Regions from separate parts of the Sus scrofa genome. Here regions 1 and 3 are each linked to region 2. Evidence: chromatin contacts called from public Hi-C data. All regions are on one chromosome and are shown on one strand. The core of a region is the stretch at or near the end of the contact, and the rest is flanking DNA. Distances in the headings are between cores, read along the strand shown. Region 1 holds the start of PLPP5 (phospholipid phosphatase 5). Region 2 holds the start of FGFR1 (fibroblast growth factor receptor 1). Region 3 holds the start of TACC1 (transforming acidic coiled-coil-containing protein 1).

Region 1 (4,777 bases), core at 626-3,125, 190 kb before region 2:
AAAGGTCTGTTAACCACCTCTCCTGAGACGGGCACAGAGGCTGGCTCTTGTCACTTACCTCCCCACTATCAGTTTTACTGTGTTGGTAAAGACACCATTTAGAGCCAGAGCAAGGCTGGCAGCTGGAAAATAAAGAAACTTGCTGTTAGTAGGATCTGCCTTGAAAGAGTCGTATGGTCGCTGTCCATTAAGAGAGCAACTGTGGTTTCTATAGAGCAATAGTCAGGCTTCACCCAGAGCTGAGTATAAGAATAATTCTGGGAATTCTCATTGTGGCTCCGTGGGTTAAGGATCTGGCATTGCTGTGAGCTATGGTATAGGTCACAGATTCGGTTTGGATCCTGCATTGCTGTGGCTGTGGTGTAGGCCACTGGCTCGGCTCTGTTTCCATCCCAAGCCTGGGAACTTCCAAATGCCTTGGGTGCAGCTCCAATTAGACCCCTAGCCTGGGAACCTCCATATGCCACAAGTGCGGCCCTAAAAAGACTAAGTGTTATTAGATAAAGTTGCTAGCAAAACACACACTAACCTTTCTCTAAGGCCACTGTGCTCTTTCCCCGAGAATTTTAAGCAGAGTCTAAAAATGAGGATGTGGGTTCAGTCCCACACTCACCGAGTTAAGGATCTGGTGTTGCTGTGGCTGTGGTGTAGGCTGGCAGCTGCAGCTCTGATTTGACCCCTAGCCTAGGAACTTCCATATGCAGCAGGTGTGGCCCTAAAGAGGAAAAAAAAGAAAATTCTGGCCCTCGGTGACCACTCTGTTGTGGTACACAGACAACTTCCGTACTCTAGACAAATAATCCAGTGCCCTGAGACACACCCAGTGAACCAACTTCTTCTCACAGGTGGAGTACAGGGGTGACAGAATTAGTTTAGGAACACAGGTCAGTGGCTCCCACACACTGAGACTGCAACCCCAGTGAGGGAACCCGTCGTCACCCTTCTCTCAGCACTAAAGGGAGACACCAGCCAGGAGGGCTGGCTCTTACCCAGGCAGGCTTGTTGGCTGTCTGCTGTGTCTGCCTTCTTGAGACATTTGGCCAGGAGGATCAGAGACAGCGGAGAGAGAAATGCAATAACCTGAACCAGAATATGTCAGGGGTTAAAATACAAAAGATAAAATCGCACATAAAACTTCCCACAAGTATGAAAATAGCTCCTACAAGAGAAGGACGGAAGTGAAGGCACAGCTCACCTGTTAGACCTGTTACCCTGCAAATGCAGTGTCCAGTGTCTGTCTGCGCTAAACTGGGCACACAGTACCACCAGGAGCACCCATCACCCGTATACTAAATGACCAGTTACCCCGGGCGCCCTAAAGCGTCCTCAGAACCCGTATCTTGAGCCAGAGTGGATGGGCACCTTGTTCTGTAAATCCGGATCTTAAATACAAAGTTTTAGCACATCAACAAAGGTCATTTTGGAGACAGGATGAGCCCCTCCCACTTCCCAACATTAAACTCGAACGAAGGTCAAAAGGAAGGCTGGTTCTCACGCACAAACATCGGCTTGGTAGGGAAATACTCTGCTTCAAAGTACGGATTCCGATAAAGCCACATCTCCTCGGGTTGGATGAGCCTCTGAAAGGGCGGGAGCAGCTCTGTTACCCTAAAGGGGGAACACAAAGGTGCAGGCGCGTCGGCAGCTTCCCGGAAGCGGGCGGAGCCTGGAGGGGAGGCGGATCTGCTCTCCACCGGGCGGCCGGGGGTTGCGGGGCTGGTCTCCGGGGGTCCGAACCCAAGTCCTTACAGGAAGGCCGCAAACAGCGCGATCCGCACGCCCACCTCGGCCCCCAAGGCCGCTGCCGCCACTTTCCCCATCACTGGATGCGGCTGACGTGGCTGCAGAGAGGAAGGTGCTGGGGTGGTGGCAGCGAAGCTGCACCCGGTGTCAGGGGCGGAGCAAGGCGGGGCGGGGCGTGGGAGAGGGAGGGGCGGAAGTGAAGAATCGCCACTGGCATTCGTCCCCCTCCCGTCACCTCGTGGTTTCCAGACTTAGTACTTTGCAGAGGCCCGGGCCTTCCCTCCGTGGAAGCCACGCAGACCCCACGTTTCCGGATCCAAGTGTCTTAGCAGCGTAGCACATTAGCACGTGGCTCCCTCCGTACACCGCTCGGGAGCCGCCGGCTGTAGGCCTTGCTGGCTGGGCTGGACTTTCTGGGTGTTTCAACCCCCTCACTCCCCGCCCCGGCCCAGAATGGCCTCTTGCCCATTGAGTTGCAGCAAGAACTTACAGGCAATGAATAAGTCCACATGTTTAATTTGGAACATACAGGACAATTTATTTAAGTCGGTCTCCAAGCAAAATCTGAAATCAGTGGAATGTCATTAAAAACCTTTCCAAATTAATCCTCACGGAAGCAAAAAACACATTTGAATTCCAAAGTATTTGTAAAATAAAAAAGGGCAACATCTCAGTAAATATACAAAAATTATATGTTCCTACCAGCACGCACAGTAGTAAGAAGCTTAAATATTACAAGCAATCCTAAATATACTATAACTGGTCAACAATAAGCTATCTATATACAGGTTAACCAAGCTTTACACATTTCACACTATGCAATAAAACATAGGCCAATCAACAAAATCCCCAAAATATCATATATCTTGAAGTCTATGTGGCAACATCAAGTCATTATACAGTAATGCCCTAGTGAACCCCCCAGGGAGAATGAACACCAATCCCTTAGTGTCAGGAGCTTCTAGCCAAGTCACAGAAACTCAAAAGAGATTGACTTTAGTGAATATTGATGCTTTGTTATTAAAGACTCAAGTCTCAAGTGATTTAGGCAAAATAACATTTCACAGGATCTACAAAGTTTATTACAGATAAAGTACAGAAATAACCAATCTACAAAGGTCATTATAGATAAAGATCACGAGGAAATGAAAACAGAATCTGTAGGTATCTGTGTTTGTTGTGCAATATCACAAGTGGATACAAATGAATTTCTCATATCAATTCCAATTTTGCACACACCCTTGTATATAAAAAGAACCTTATTAGCCAGTTATAATCTTCACTTAGCATCGTGGTTATTGGTGGCAATGTGATTTTCTTTTTTGACAAAGGGTATGTGACAGCACAATGAGATAAAGAGCAGTATTAGTGACAACAAAGTAAAAGTGAATTTTATCCAGTCCACTTCTAAACTGTCAAGGATACCACATAAATCCCTCACCGAGGTAATCTGCTGGATACGGAGAGCCACCCGCACACAGCGGAGCTCTGTGGAGGTCGGGATAGGAGCTCGGGCCCCAGGGCGCTTTCTGGCCAATGAGCAGATGCACTGATGCCACACAGGCAAACTAAGGACCGAAGAAATGACTTTGGCAACTATTCATCTTTTCCCTTTTTTTCTTACATGTTAATGACTTGGAGAGGCTACCAAAGGAAGGTAATTCTCTTCCTCTCCCCTTCATACATTAAGTGCCACAAGCATCTGAACTTGTCACTTAAGCAATGGACTGAAAGAGGAAAGAACGGAAATAGGCTTGAAACACACAGGCTACACACACCCAGCATTTCAGGAGTGTAACATTAAGTGCAAATTTCTGTTTTTTTCCCTACACAGGCGTATAATGAAAAGGAAAGAAAAGGTGCTTGGGGATAGGGTTGACAAAATGACAAAAGAAAGAACAGACACAGGGAATCCTTGTGTAAGTGCTGCTGGTATTTCATGCAGGAGCCTCTTCCCCAAGCATGTGCACTGAATCCGGCCGTGCTGTGAGCCGCCTGCGGGGCTCCCCTTTCACCCACGCCAGAGGGGGTAAGAGACAAAACAGGATACAAACAATGCTCGCTACTTCATAAGTTTTAAAAGAACTGTAAAATAAGGAGAATCTGAGGAGTTTCAAGTACTTAAAAAACCTGAATTCAATGAGGCAGAGGTCTCAATGTTAAAGTGACGACTTCGTACCTGTGGTAAACATCATCATTCCCCCCCGCCCCCCCCTCCCCCCCGCATAACCCCCCTTCTCCCTGAACCCCACCCCAGATAAGAGCTGGTAGACTTCAGTATATACAATTTCCAACTCTTCCGTATTTGTCAATTCATGGCAAAGCTGTCTAATTACATCTCTTCCCGAGCCTGTCTGAAAATGAAGTGAGTTCTACTCCTTGTTTACAAATAACCCAAGACGGATTCAAGGTGGCCCAAGGCCAAAGCAAATGATCACATCTGCGGCAGCCGGGACAACTAGCGGCCTAGACAGATCAGCCTTTTAGGAAGTCATTCAAGTCTAATTCACACCGCCCAACGATACAGCAACTCCCCCGTGTCACTGTACCTCACAGATGTGAGCTGTCCCAGCTGTAAGGACTCCGTGGTGACTGGCTCTCATCCTGGCAGGACAAGGCATGCGGCAGCACCTTGACTGTAAGGTGACTGCTATAAAGAGCTTTATGTTTAAAATGCGACGAAGGACAAACAACAAGTCCCCCGTGGTCCCGAGACCGTGTCCCACCCAGCTGGCCCGTTTCCAAACTGCAGACCCGGATCTGACCCTGACTGGAGCTACTCAAGGAGGAAAGTCCACTTCCCAAACCAGGAAAGAAGGCTGTCTGACAGCCCCGCCTGTCTGGGTCCTTCTGGCAATCATCTCAGTTGCACCCCGCCACTCACAGGCATTTCCAACACTCTGTGGAAATGGCTGCAGGGAGCTGGGAGCAGCCTCCTGCTCCCCACCTTTTTTTTTGTTTTGCTTTTAGATGTGTTCCTGACTTGAACACACAGAAATCTCCAAGTTTCAATGATTCTCAGAGTCAGCCTGTT
Region 2 (4,379 bases), core at 748-3,247:
CTCAAAGAGTAGAACCCAAACCCCTCAGCAACCTGACGCTTTTCAAAGCTGCAGCGGGTATTGACGTGGTAAAACGCCCCGCTTTAGTTTCCGGAGCTGCAGTCCAAACAACTCCTTAAAAACACACAGAAACACACAGAGAGCGACAGCCGAGGGACGGGGGTTAGGGTCCTCCCACGCCCCGGGCCGCGGCGCCCCGGGCTCGCTCCAGGGACAGTGGAAAAGGGACGCGTGACGCCACGGGCTGCCGGCCCGAGACCGGGCGGGCGCCGAGCTCCGGACAGGGTCAGAAGCTCCCGCGGCTCCAGCTGTAACTGAAGGGACGAGAATGCCAGGCTTTGGTTCTAGAAACTTCCGTCAGGGCCAGTTCTGGGTCAGACCAATGGCCAGAGAGGCGACCTTTAGGAGATGTACCCACTTTCTACCCACCCACCCAGACCTTGGCCCCATCTCCGGCGGATGCCGCTTTCCCGCAGCAGCCAAAAAGCAGCACCAACAGATCCTAAATAACTTGGGATCCACGGTAACTTCTTAAAGAGCGAGGTGGTAAGGACAAGTTGTAGAATACCAGTTTTAAGCTTGGGGAGGGGGGACAGGGGAGGGGGGAAGAAGAGGGATGTTAATGTGGCTGCGGTGTACCCGTGTGGGGTGAAACGGAACCAGATGCGGCGGCTACATCTGGAAAATGGGGGGGGGGTGTTGGGAGGGGGAAGACATCGCAGAAACTTTGGAAAGGGCTAAAGCTGCTGGGCCCAGAAGGGAGAAGCAGTCTTCATCACTCCCCGCCCCCCAACCCCAAGGCGTCTGGCTGCCTTCACAGGATATGTGTTCAATGAACCCCATCTACAACGTCAATAAATTCCTCTGCAAATGAGAGTTCGAGCCCCCCGCCCCAATCCCAAACATAACGGGAAAGGGGAACGGGGGCAGAAGGGTTCTGCGCCAGAGAAGCAACATGCATCGCTGCCGAGTGATCCGCACCGGACAAAACCCTCATCCCTTCCCCCACCTCCTAAGAACCAGATTGGAACGAACATTCCCCTCCCCACCCCACCTCCGACCCCATAATGAGGCTTAACATCACCCGCTGGGCGCGCTCCCCTTCCTCAAACTTCCGACCCTTTCAGAGATGGACTAAGGAGAAGATAACCCGCCTCTGGAAAAGGGAATTCCTTTCTCGCTCTCCGCTAAAGCAGATTCAGCCATTTGGTGACGACACCTCCTTAAAACCTATTCGAAAAGAAGCTAACCTACCCCTCCACTTCCTTCCCTCTTCAGGCCCCCAGCCGCCCACCCACCCGCAACCGCGACCCCGGACTTGCCCGGAGGTGGAAAAGGACTTCAAAATACCCCGGATTTTCAGCCTTTCACCCACAGCTACCTGCTGGATTGGGGTGAGTCCCCATGGGTGGATTAAAAAGAGATGGAGTGGAATGCAACACACACGCACACGCACAGGCACACACACCCCTCGCTGCCCATTCCCGCCCGCCTCCCCAGTCCCAGGAAACCCAGGCCCGCCGCCGCCTCGGTCCCGGCCCTGTCCTTCTCCGGACTCACCGCGGAGCCGCTGCCGCCTCACCAGCTCCTCAGCGCGAGTTGGCGGAAAAGTTGGGCGGCAGGAGGAGCAGCGGGACGAGCGCGGGGAGGGGGCGCAGAAGGCGACGCGAACGGAGTGAAGGGAGGGGAGACAAAAGGGGGGCGCCGGGCGCTGGGGAGGGAGCCGGGGGTGGAGGGGGGCGGGTAACGAGTGGAGGGAGGCGCCGGACCCGACTGGGCTGCGGCGGGGAGAGTGCGCAGCCGGCGGGCTCCAGCGCCGGGGGCCGCTCGGGACGCCGAGCCCGCCCCGGATCTGGGGGCGCCGAGGCTCTTACCTCACTGGGCTCGGCGATTCCGCCTCTGGAGAGTCCGCCGTGGCTTGTGCGGGCGGGCGGGCGCCCGCGTCCTCGGCTCCGGCCCGCCGCCCCCGGGCTCCGCTCCGGTCCTGGCGGGGCCGCGATAGCCCCGCGGCGGGCGCTCGACTCTCGGTGGCGCTCGGGGCTCGGCGCCTCCAGCCCGGGCGGGAACAATGGAGCCGAAGCTGGTGCCCCGGAGGCGGGGCGGGGGGAGGGCTCCCGTCCGCCGCCCGGGGTCTCCAGACCCCGTGGCCCCCCTCTCCAGCACCGGGCGGCGGCCCTCAAGCTTCTGGCAGACCGGGCTCCATCGCCCTGCCGGGGCCCCGGCGCCGCGGCGTGCCGACTGCCGCACTGGTCCCGTGCGCCCCGCGGGGCGCCCCCGGACCGGAGAAAAGTCCTCAGGCTCCGCGGCTCTCCTAGATGCAGCGCGCGCCCGCGGCCAGGGAAGGCGAGGTCGCCGCAATGCGCTAAACTGAGTCTCGGTCCTGCCCGGACGTCGCCGCCCAGCTCCGGGCACAGCCCGAGCTCCTCCGCGCGCCGCGGCTGGAGCAGAGTTGGGGCTCCCGCTTGTCGCCGCCCGCTGCCGGGGCCGCCGCACCAGTGCCCGCAGGAGCGCTCCGAGCGCTGTGCGCCGGCGAGGCGCGAGGGCTCACTCTCTCTCTCTCACCCCGCGCTGGTCCCACCTCCTCCTCCTCCCCCTGCAGCTGCCTGCTGGGCCTTGTAGTTCTGAGCCCCGGCCCCCGAGAAGGGGGAGCGGGCCGGGTCTCCAGGTACTCCGCTGCTCCTTTCCTGCGTTCTGGCTTCCTTCGGCTCGCGTGGCCCTCCACCTGAGCACCGCCGGCAGGGCGCCCGAATTTCGAGCAGTGGACAGATGAGCAGTTGGGGGATGAGGTGGGGAGACGCTGTAGCCCTGAAGTTGCACGTGGTAGCATCCGCTGTGGAGTCCGCGCCAGGAGGTAACGGTTTTCTTGCTCCACACCTCAGTCTTCTCATCTGTAAAAGGGGGATAATAGTACTTTCCATACACAGTTGAAGATTAAATGAGGGCACCTAGTAACTCAGTAAACCCAAGCTTCCAAGTTGCTCCCCCCACTTTTTCATATGAAGTTCCGGAGTCCAGTGGGATCCAGGTGGAGCTGCATCTGCAGGCCTACACCACAGGCAGCGCAACAGCAGATCCCAGCCTCATCTGCGACCTTCCCCGGACTTGCAGCAAGGCCGGATTCTTAACACACTGAGTAGGCCAGGGATCAAACCTGCATCCTCTCAGACACTAGGTTTGGTTCTTAACACGTTGAGCCACAAGGGGAACTCCCCAAGCTGCTTTTATGGAAAGGGTCCCTCTTCAGACCCTTCTCTTCCATCTTACTTTCCCCAGTCATATAGCTTAGGTTGTGTGGTCCACAGGGGCTTGGGCTTCTAAATTCTACAGCATCATTCTTGGCCTTGAGAAGTCTTCAGCCTGCAGTGAAGGTTTTAGAAGTAAAGAGTGAGCACGCAAGGGTTGGGGTGGGGTGGGGGGTGGGGAGTTGGAGGTGTTGTTGCTTTGGAAATTAATCAGAGCCCACTGGGAGCACACTGCTCCAGTACTTTATGGAACCCTAGGAAAAGTGGCTAAAATGACTTTTCCCCTGGGTCCTTCTGCAGAGTGGTATCCTCTAGTGGTTCCCTAATCTAAATGAACATCAGTCCTCTGGGGAAGTTCTGAAAAATGCAAATTCTTGGACCTGCTCAGACTTGAGGAATCAGGCTATCCCAGGAAGTAAAGAGTCTATTATATTTTTTCTCTGGCTACCATGGTGTCAGGTAGGGGACAGTGGCAGGGGGTGAAGTATGGCACCTTAGGTATGAAAGACACCTCCATTTTAGTCCCCTGCTTATGAACGGTATGATTTTGAATAAATCGTGCATCTGAAAAAGATCAAGACTTGTTGACATATTTCCCCCCGTTTGGTTGAGACACCCTCACAAAGTTGTCACCAGAATCAAATAAATTAATGGATGTTAGTGCAGCAAAAACATTACTTGTGGTATAAAGTTTCTATATAAGTTCATGGTAGAGACTGTTCCCTCATGCTCACCCCACCTAAAGCCACAAGGTTGTGGAAGCTCAAAAGCTGAACAAGATAACCTTGTCCCCTAATTTAAGGAAAGAGTTTCCAGGTTATTTCTGGTGAAATAATAGTGACCACCACTGTGTTATACACATCCTAGGAACTCAATAAATGTTTATTGACAGCATGGAGAATAAATAAATAGATACTTATCAAAGAATGAATGAGTGAATGAATTTGAAACTAAATAAAAAGCAGGAACTCACATATCTGTGGAATAAATTGACTTCAGTCATTGTTCACAGGGTTCTCTCCCCTATAAGCTCCTCCCTCCACCCTTCAACCCTTCTGCTTCTGATTAGGCTCTATTTATCCTCCCATATACACTGCCCATCCATTAGGCCTCTTTCATTTTATTTATTTATTTGTT
Region 3 (4,269 bases), core at 764-3,263, 190 kb after region 2:
CTTTTGGAGTTCTCCCTGTGGTGCATTGGAATAAAAATCCAATTGCAGAGGCTCAGGTCATTGCAGAGGCTCGGGTTGATCCCTGGCCTGGTACAGTGGGTTACAGGATCTGGCATTGCCACAGCTGAGGTTCACATCTAACCCCTAACTGGAAACTTCCATATGCCCCAGGTGGGGCCTAAAGAGAAAAAAAAAATGATAGGCTCTCTAAATTTCAGAATATAAATGCATGTCAATTACTTTCAAGTTCAGGTACCAAAGTCAAACTAGAACAGAAAAAATATCACCTAGGTCAGTTTCACCTCACTAACCAGATAAAAATAATATGTAATCAGTACATCAACTCAACATCTTAAAATTGTTAGCCTCAGCCTATTATGTATACAATTTTTTTTTTTTTTTTTTTTTTTTTTGGCTACAGCCATGGCATGTAGAAGTTCCCAGGCCAGGGATCGAATTCGCGCCAACACTCTGCCATGACAACACCAGATCCTTAACCCACTGAGCCACAAGGGAACTCCCTACTGTATAATTTTTGTAAATGAAGGAGACCTCTAAAACATTTGAAATTATCTAACCTAATGAATTGGCATGAAACCTTTTTTCTTGTAATCTTGTGTACACTATTAATTTGTTTATTATTCACCTTCCTTTAATAAATAGAACAGAGATGTTCTAATTCCCTGTTTGTGGACAAATTTTCCAGTTAGAACTGTGAAAACCACTGAGTTTTATTGCAGGGGTCCATGAGGATCCCAAGTTTCATTGCATTTGATAGTTCACAGACAAGCCACTTACCAGGCCATCAGCAACAACTGAATCAGGATCCCCTTGCACCTCCTGTACCTCCAACTCAGCATCTCCAAGAATCACAATGAGGAATCTTCCTGCTTCATTTCTGGGGGCTGAGGAGGCAGTTTGTAGTGGGAACTGGATCCCATTTGTGATAGCCAATTCCTGCGCTTCCATCATGGAAAGACCTAGAACTGGAGAGGGCCAGGAAAATCATCAATTCCCCTCCCTGCCATGCAGCACATGCCCTACACTGTGGGTAGAGGTGTGCACGTGGGGAAGGCTGGCCCCAGGCAGGACTCTATGAACCCACAGGACATTTTCACTGCCATCTTTATCAATTATTATTATTTTTGTCTTTTTTTGCCCCCTCCCACAACAATGGAAGTTTCCAGGCCAGGGATCAAACCTGTGCCACAACAGTGGCAACGCCAGATCCTTAACCTGCTGAGCCACCAGGGAACTCTGTTATTATTTTCCAATTAGAAGAGGGAGAAGAAAAACAAACAAACAAACCAGTCAAGGAGTTCCTGCTGTGGCACAACAGGGTGGATGGTGTCTCTGCAGTGCCAGGACATGGGTTCATCCCCAGCCAGTCACAGTGGATTAAAGGATCCAGCATTGCCACAGCTATGATGTGGGTCACAACTGCGGCTGGCATCTGAGCCCTGGCCCAGGAACTCCATATGCCAAAAAAAGAAAAAAACAAACAAGACAAACAGCCAAGAGGGATGTGGGTGTGTATATTTCTTGGAATCCAGAGGTTGGGGGTGGGGGTGGGGAGTGATCCATCAAAAATGTTTCTAGTACAAAAGCTGGCAAAACAAATCTCTCTCTCTCTCTCTTTTTTTTTTTTTTTTTTTTTAATCTGAACTGTGTAACAGGAGAAATTCTCTCACAAGGGGAGAGTATTCCTGAGCCAAGTTTAGGCCGAGGAAAAATTTTCCAGCTTGTGAGGAACGAAGCTGACGTTACATTAAGGAGGAAAAAAAATAGTGCTGGAGGAAAAGAGGAAGGGGGGAAAAGGCACCAGGCTTCAAACAGAGGAGCTTTAAATTCCAGATGGGACCACAGATCAGAGAGCTAGGAGGCTGCAGCGATTTCTCCGTGGGGCTCCCAGACCCAGTGGACATTTCCTGTTCTGCCCCTGAACGTTCAAGCCAAAACTTTACAAAACATCCTTTTCCCTAGAACCAAGTGTTTGGTTCGGAGACCCACCCCTCCCCACGTCGGTGATCTCAGAGCCTGCCCTCCCCTTCCTTTCTCGGAACCGCTCCCTGATCAGGGGCGTCAGCTTCCCAGCAGAGGTGATGGAGCCACTGTAGCAGGTGGTGCCAATGGGAGAGAGGAGACCCGGGGACCACCGCCTACGAGGTAGGAACGGGGGCTGCGTGTGCTTGGGTTGTCTGACACTTACGGAGCAAAGCAGAGCCCTTGACCTTTAAGCTCGGGCTGGGGGCGTTTTCTTGACGATGGGACAGTGCTGTGGGTGAGTGGACGCCAGGGACGTCAGGCATTTCTTTCCTCTCTTTCTTTCCAATTTTAACTTTAATTCTTGGGTCTCTGGAAGCACTACCTCTTGTTTGCCTTCTGATGTAGAAGTGTTAGGGTAGAATTCTGGGAATTCCCTGACTTCTTTGTTTCTTTTTCTTTTTCCTTTTCTTTTGGTGGGCAAGGAGTCAAGGAGCATTTGTAAATACCTTCAGCTCTGAGTAGATTCAGAGAGAAGTGATCCAAATGGATGCAGAAGGAAAAGGCATTTTCACCTTGGTGAGCTGTGGTCCAGCTGTTTCCCAGGACCTGTGTCCTGCCCACCAAACTCCCTCCTCCTCCCCGCATCATGGGAATACACACCTTGAGCTGTTTCTCAGGTGTGGGGATGTGAGACTGGAGCTCAATGCTACGCCTTTATGGGCAGAGCCCAGGTGCCCTTGGAGACATCCACGTCTGTGGCGGAGCTAACTGGTCAACCCTGAAGGCTGCATGTGGCCCTCGCCATCATTAGGGACATGCCCCAGCAGTTCGTCCCTGAGAGGCTAGCCTTGGCAGCACCTGCTGACACTGAACTGATACAGAGAATGCAGCATGGCTTCTGCACAAGTACTCAGATTTTTATCATAAACGAACCATTTCAAATGCCCCTTCTCTGAACTCCAATGGTCCTTCTCTAGAGCACACATTTTGCTCCTTATGCACCTATCACCTTGCTGTACTGTTCTCTAACAAGCTAAACAAATGAGAGAATGGATGGGATGCATGAGTCGTAATCTATTTCTTGGTGATCTTAAGATAGCAACTAACTCTTGTTGAGCACAGACTGTGTGCCGGCACCATTCTAAAGGTGGTGGGTATTATCATCATCATCCCCATTTTACAGATGGGGAAACTGAGGCTGGAGACACACCTAATAAATGCAGAGGAGGGATCTGTACTGAGGCCAGGCTGCCCTGCTCCAAACCAAGGTGGGGGTTTGACTCTCGGTCCCCATATTCTCCAGCTGCGTGACTTCAGACAAGGTGAATGTCCTCAGCCCGTTTCCTCATCTGTCAAATGAGACAATAATAACCCCAGCTCACAGACGTGTTGTAAGAGATAAATGAATTTTAAAAGATTATTTTACTGAAGCAGGCGAACAATGTTGACAGATCTTCCCAACCCTGGCAGTGTGAAGTACAAATGTAGAGCTGAAAACCCTCAGGGTTCTGTAGGAGGTAGCCATAGTGCCATGTCAGGGTTTGTGCCTTAACAAGGGACATTAGCATTCATATACCAGCAGGTGCAGGCCTGTAGCTGCCAGCTCGGTTGACTCTAAGCTCCTTCAGGGCTGGGTTCCTCTCATATACAGATCTGCAATCATGGATTTGACCAACTTTGGACCAAGAAAATAAAGTAAAATAAAATTCCAAAATTTCCAAAAAGCAAAACTTGAATTTGCCCTGCAATTATTGACATAGCATTTACATTTGTATTTACAACTATTCACATGTATTAGCTTTTATAAGTCATCGAGAGATGATTTAAAGTATAAGAGAGGATGTGTGTTGGTTCTGGGCGAATACTATGTCATTTTATATAAGGGACTTGAATGTAGGTAGGTTTTGGTGTCAGTGGGCCTCCTGGAACAAATCCCCCATGCCCAGGGAAACTCAGGGACCACTTTGTTTCTCTTAAAAACGAGATGTTTCTCAGAGTTCCCTAGTGGCTGAGTTGGTTAAGGATCTGGTATTGTCACTGCTGTGGCTCTGGTTACTGCCATAGCATGGGTTCGATCCCTGGCCCTGGAACTTCTGCATGCCAAGGCTGCAGCCAAAAAAGGAAAAAAAAAAAGAAAAAAAGAAAAATGTTTCTTGAACTGTGCTCTAAGGCCCTCCTTGCTCTTCAGATGTAGGATCCCCCTTGGGGAGGAGGTCAACAAGGGGCCCCGTGGATGCTCCCGCAGCCTCCTCTTCCCGCTCGCAACAAGGCATCTCCATCTTT

The links. A called contact is a pair of places that touch in the nucleus more often than the background predicts.
Region 1: a Hi-C map of embryonic fibroblasts shows a contact between it and region 2, with 2.0 times the contacts expected there. The contact joins the promoter of PLPP5 here to the promoter of FGFR1 in region 2. A contact is called at or near these places in 3 of 47 Hi-C or Micro-C datasets (embryonic fibroblasts, fibroblasts and heart right ventricle).
Region 3: a Hi-C map of subcutaneous adipose tissue shows a contact between it and region 2, with 1.9 times the contacts expected there. The contact joins the promoter of TACC1 here to the promoter of FGFR1 in region 2. A contact is called at or near these places in 2 of 5 promoter capture datasets (fetal skeletal muscle and liver), 6 of 47 Hi-C or Micro-C datasets (embryonic fibroblasts, epiblast stem cells, mesenteric adipose tissue and 3 more) and 1 of 2 datasets of contacts at active chromatin or transcription factors (skeletal muscle).

The regions. Positions count from the first base shown.
Region 1 is chr15:48,243,152-48,247,928 of Sscrofa11.1, reverse strand. PLPP5 (phospholipid phosphatase 5) reads right to left here and starts at 1,875. Exons shown (of 8, transcript XM_005671771.3): 1 at 1,750-1,875; 2 at 1,500-1,608; 3 at 990-1,080; 4 at 59-122. The coding sequence starts at 1,820. It overlaps NSD3 (histone-lysine N-methyltransferase NSD3), which reads right to left. Exons shown (of 24, transcript XM_021075908.1): 24 at 2,256-4,777. All of the region lies in intron 15 of DDHD2 (phospholipase DDHD2), which reads left to right.
Region 2 is chr15:48,051,513-48,055,891 of Sscrofa11.1, reverse strand. FGFR1 (fibroblast growth factor receptor 1) reads right to left here and starts at 1,997. Exons shown (of 20, transcript XM_005671767.3): 1 at 1,875-1,997.
Region 3 is chr15:47,858,848-47,863,116 of Sscrofa11.1, reverse strand. It overlaps TACC1 (transforming acidic coiled-coil-containing protein 1), which reads left to right and starts at 2,013. Exons shown (of 15, transcript XM_021075676.1): 1 at 2,013-2,166. The coding sequence starts at 2,130. LOC106506224 (a long non-coding RNA gene) reads right to left here and starts at 1,348. Exons shown (of 4, transcript XR_001301395.2): 1 at 1,309-1,348; 2 at 799-986.